2 separate regions of the Gossypium hirsutum genome follow, and region 2 is linked to region 1. A link is a contact called in public Hi-C data. All regions are on one chromosome and are shown on one strand. Each heading gives the region's core, a stretch centred on a gene start, on an enhancer-like site or on the middle of the called end of the contact. The rest is flanking DNA. Distances are from core to core; before and after follow the strand shown. Region 1 holds the start of LOC107949631 (probable alpha-mannosidase At5g13980). Region 2 holds the start of LOC107949627 (phosphatidylinositol transfer protein 3).

Region 1 (2,703 bases), core at 26-2,525:
TACTATTAGGCTTGTAACTTGGACTACTAACAGACTTTTATTTATTTTTGTTTTAGATTTTGTTTTATTTGTTTGGGTTTATTTATTTGTGTTGGGTCGGGTAAAATTGGGTTATTACAGATATTATTTGATTTTTGCTATTAATCTTTGTAAGTTTATTTCTTGTCTTCATATGAGTGTCATTTAATCATATTTATACCCTTTCATTGATTTTTGGACATTTGGAGCCGCTGGAGGGAGTTTCTAACCATTGAGAGCATTTATTTTGTGCATTTAATGTATGTCTCGAGGCACAACAAAATATGACCTTTGGAACATACCATCTTGAGACATAACAGATATGTCTCGAGACATTTTGGGATATCTCTTAAGACAATTACATGATTGCCTCAAGACAGGGCTTCCCTAAAGCAACTCATAGCTTTGATGTTTTCTTGTCTCGAGATAAATAGGTTTTTGTCTCGAGATAATGTTCCCCCGAAGCACACCTTTAACTTTGATGTTGGTCTTTCTCAAGACAAGACCCAAATATCTTGAGACAATGTTTCCCTTGAATAATTTTATAGTCAAAGTACATCTATCTCGATACATTAGACTTAGAAACATTTTAAAGGACTTTGGGTACTCAAAAACTTTTGTAGAAAAATTAATTCATTTAAAAACTTAGATTAAAGTAATTTGCGCAAATTTGATTAAAGGAATTTAGAAAAGTGACATATTTATAAAAGTGGGAGAGAGTGAGTTAATTCACAAGAACATATTATGAATGATGGGCAATGAAAGTGAAAGAAATTATGATCATGTTACAAATTGTGATCATGTTGCAAGTAGTAAGTAATGGAAAAAAAAATTAATTTGTATAATAACAGTTTCGTGGAAATTATACTTATGTAACTTATTTTGACAAAAAGAATGCAAGTGCATAATTTAATCAATAAAGATTAAGAAAATACTTGTACTCCATAGATAGTTAAGAAGTAAACTTTTTAATAATATGCTTATGTGAACTTTCAAACTATGCTCTACAAATATTTCAAAAGTAGAGTGTATTCAAGAATTTTATCGATATTTTTGAGCTTAACTTTAAATACTTCCAACATGGAGAAAATATCTTTTAGGAACTCTTGGCACTATTAATAGAAAGTTTTTCATAGGCTCATTTATAAATTGTACTTAAACTCCTCAAAATTAATAAAAATTTAATTTAATTATTTAAAAATTATAAAAATATAAACTATTAAAATAATAAAACTATATTTTTACTATAATGAAATATATATAATTTAATTTTCACTATAATAAAGATATATAATTTGATTTTCATCCCCTCAAAAAAAATTCTGCCTGACAAATGTTAATAACCTAAAACGGGTATATACACCGCCTTCTAGACAATCTTCTATGGTGCGCCGTAGATGCTTAAAGTTATCTGCTAAATACTTTGAACCATATCAAGTGATTGGCAAGTGGGTAAGTTGAACTATCAACTATAGCTGCCTCTGGACTCGAAGATCCTTTCCACATTCCATGTTTCTCAGTTAAACATGTTGGTAATAGACCAACTTAGCTGCAGTTAACTTCAGTGGATGAAAGAAGGGACGATCACTAAAGAACCCTTGTAGATTTTAAATAGAAGACAAACGATTATGACAGTTAATAAAAGAGGAATATCTAACTGCTCTGATTCTAAACCTCAGCCACCATGGCAGCGGAAACAACCCCCCCTTATTTCGCTAAGGGAATCGCGAGACAGCCGGTTCAACACTCAAACAGTTGCACATTTTTTCAGTTGTGCACCTTCGTCAGTCAATATTTTCATCACTTTTCGACGGTCTTCGATTGGACTAGCCTAATATCAAGCTCTTGAAACCGGAATTCTTAAACTTTGTCGCCGCCATCTTCTTAACCTCCCCTAGTAGATCAATGATGGAGGAAATGCCGGTAGGCGGAGGCAGCGGTGGGTTTGAACGGCGTCGTTCAGTGTTTGTTGGCGAATTTTAGAGGGAATCTGAAGTTGGAGAGGAAGGGAATGTCAAAGTGAGAAGAACTGAACTGTTTATGTTTTACATTTGTTGTCCCCCGATTTCCTCGATTTCTTGGTCCGGCCAGTGAGGGGGAGGTTCGTCTACGTGTCTAATGAAAAGGCAGTGGATGAAGATTTTGCTGGATTTTCTTTTGATCTTTGGAGGATACGAGCTGATTCCCCTTGATTTCTGTGGGTTCCATATTGATTTAAGGACGTGTTTGTTACTTAGGGAAAAAACAAAGCATCGCCGATTCATTGTTAAAGTTCGAGTCGAGAGTATAAGATAAGCTCAAACAAACACTTCAAGGACAGTTCTTTGTCTTATTCAAGAAAAGTTTCTTTAAATTACTGTAATTTCGTAATATTTTATATACTATTGAAAGCGACCTGTCTTGATGTATTCACTCACCTTTCACAACTAAACAAATAATTAAACAACAAAGAACTGATCGGCTGACACCATTGCTCTTTGAAATCCTTGCTTGATCGTTAAATGCAGCTTTGCTTTCATTTATAGAGCACAAACTTTTCACTTTCTATTCTCTCTGAGCTGAGTTTATCGTCCAGGATAACCATGGCTGTTCATGGGGCGTGGATTTTGATTTTGGTCACGTTGATGAGCATTTGGTGCGTTGAACCTAAGTATATTATTTACAATACTACATCGAAGATAGTTC
Region 2 (2,700 bases), core at 110-2,609, 130 kb before region 1:
ACAAGTTAGTTAGCAATGAGGAGATAGTTTGGGTATCAGACTTAATTGACAATTTTGATAGGAAATGGAAAGCAGATCTGATCAACAGTACCTTTTTAGAGTAAGTTGCGACAAGGATCCTCCAGATTTCTTTAGGACAAGAAGTTCACAATGACATGCTGGTGTGGAGGGGTGAGTCATCTAGGGAATTTTTTGTTCGAAGCGCTTATAAACTATTACATAGAAGTGCTTTTTTCTCGAATACAAATTCTAGACAAGATGATAGCACTGATTTCTACAAGAAATTATGGAAATTACAGATCCCATCTAAAATTAAAATTATGCTATGGAAAACTTCTTGGTATTTTCTTCCTACTTTGGCTAATTTATTTTCCAGAAGGTTGGTGGTGAACGTGTTTTTTCCCAGATGCAAGGGTCTAGTGGAAGACCTCGTCCATATTTTCCGAGACTGTCCTATAATAGTGGAGGTATGGGTTCACTTAAATCTTACCTGGAATTTATCAAATTGAGTTATGAATTATTGGGAGTGGATTACCTGGATTTTTAGAAGAAGTACGGACAAGTAATGCAGGACGTTCTGTTGCTCCATATGGGCTATCTAGACAAATAATAATCAATTAGTGCATGAAAGGAAACAGTCTACTGGGAAGGAAATAGGCGAACGGGTAGTTCGTTATATCAAAGAACTCGAAGGGATTGAAGAAAGAAAGATTACTAGATTGGAAGGAAATGAGGAATGGAACCCCTCAACAAATTTGTTGATCAAAATCAACTTTGATGCTTCCTTCAATCAAACACAAGCCAGACCGGGTTCGGGGGTTGTTGCTAGAAACGCATTGGGTGAGATTGTTGCCTCTAAAATGATTCTCCACACGGTGGTTGCGTCGCCTTTTACGGTGGAAGTTTATGCTTGTCTCCAAGCATTGCTTTTAGGACAGCAGTTAAAGCTCTGAGTAGTGATAGCAGAGGGCGATGCAGGGACAATAATAAAAAAAATGTCAGACAAATCTTTAAGACAAATCAGAAATAGGAGCTATCATTCGAAACATTCAACAGATAAAATGAGGATTTCAATGGATCTAGTTCAAGCATGTACCCAGATCTACAAATGCTCTTGCACATTGTTTGGCCACTGAAAGTTTGAAGAGGGATAGAGAAGATTACCTGGAAGGAGGAGTACCAGATTTCATTGTTGAAACTGTGGGAAGAAGGAGACTGAGAGAACTTAACTGGGGGTGGATGCTGTGACAATGTTCTGGAAGGGATAATGACAATTGATAGGGTTTGATTTTGGAAAGTTGCTAGCTTTTGGAAACTGGACCGTTTGAGGCGATAAGGTTGAGAATATCTTGGGAGTGTGTGCCAGTTGGTGTATTCAATTGGAAATTGTTTTATTTTGGGCTTTCATTTCGTAATAGTGGGCCAATATGCATTTGTTTGCATTTTGGGCTGGCTTAGGATCTGCTCAAGTTTGAACTTGGTCTCTTTAATTTGATTGTGTTACTCTTATTTTGAATAAATTCCAGTCGGGTATTTCTAAAAAAAAATTCACTTTTTAAGATAAGTGAAATTTAAAACTTTTAAGATATAATTTTAATTATTATTATATTAATCCAGAAGTCTTTTAATGAATTTAAATTCTTATTCTTTTATTTGATAATTTAAGATTAAATAATTCAAACGATTATATATACTTTCGAAAATAAAAGATTATATATATTAATATCATACATATCATATATCATATATTGTTGAGACAAGTTTTTTAAGTGATTTAGTAATTGGTAGACAGAAGCGATTATTTCCATCGACTTTATTGAGTAATTCATTGAGTAAACATGTGAGTTTGTCGTATACAAATTCATTGAGTAATTCAACATCAATAATGTCATTCAAGCTATTTCGATCACATAGCATCATCAAATATAAAAACATCGTTATCCCATTTATTCATAGATTTGGATAACCTGATAAACTATAGCAAAAGTAACTCAGATACTCAAGTAACCGTCTTAGAGAGCACCGTAGTGCTGAACAAGGGCACAAATGTGCATACAAGGGCACCATAGTGCGAACAGAATAAGCGTGCAACTAACCCTATTGGCATGCCAATCGTATCCTAATCGTTTACTACATTCAAACTGATGGTTATACAAGATTCAGAACATTTACAATATAGGAGCACTTCCACATTTTTAGAGCACATATCAAAATCAGGTCATTATCATTCAATATCTCACATGAATCATATTATTCAAGAATACAAGGCATAATATTAGATCCTTAATCCTTTCTCACCTTTAGTACTGAATTATAAACATTTCAAAATTTCAATCTATCATTACAGAAATATTCACAATTAAATCAAATTCAATACATAAAAGTATATGATTATACCCTATGAACTTACCTAATATAACCAACTATCGAATTGGGTCATAAGGACTATTCCACAATTTTTCTTTTTCCTCACTTATCAATCGGTTGTTCAATTCTTGATCTAAATAATAATTAAGTTCAAAATATCAATTCCATATACCATATAACACTCAAATTCATACATATGACCTATTAATTTTATTTTAAAGAATTTCCCTAAACTTTTACATTTTATTCCATTTATTCCTTAAAACCGAAACCTTTATAAATTTCACATTTAAACCCACAATTTCAATCCGATTACATACTCATACCTGTACA

The links. Hi-C and Micro-C count contacts between places; a contact is called where the count stands out from the background.
Region 2: a contact with region 1 is called in a Hi-C map of leaf, with 2.6 times the contacts expected there. The contact joins the promoter of LOC107949627 here to the promoter of LOC107949631 in region 1. A contact is called at or near these places in 8 of 34 Hi-C or Micro-C datasets (anther, callus, hypocotyl and 2 more).

What each region holds. Positions count from the first base shown.
Region 1 is chrD03:43,502,468-43,505,170 of Gossypium_hirsutum_v2.1, reverse strand. LOC107949631 (probable alpha-mannosidase At5g13980) reads left to right here and starts at 1,275. Exons shown (of 29, transcript XM_016884367.2): 1 at 1,275-2,703. The coding sequence starts at 2,601.
Region 2 is chrD03:43,637,425-43,640,124 of Gossypium_hirsutum_v2.1, reverse strand. LOC107949627 (phosphatidylinositol transfer protein 3) reads right to left here and starts at 1,359. Exons shown (of 9, transcript XM_041090184.1): 1 at 1,165-1,359; 2 at 716-949; 3 at 92-594.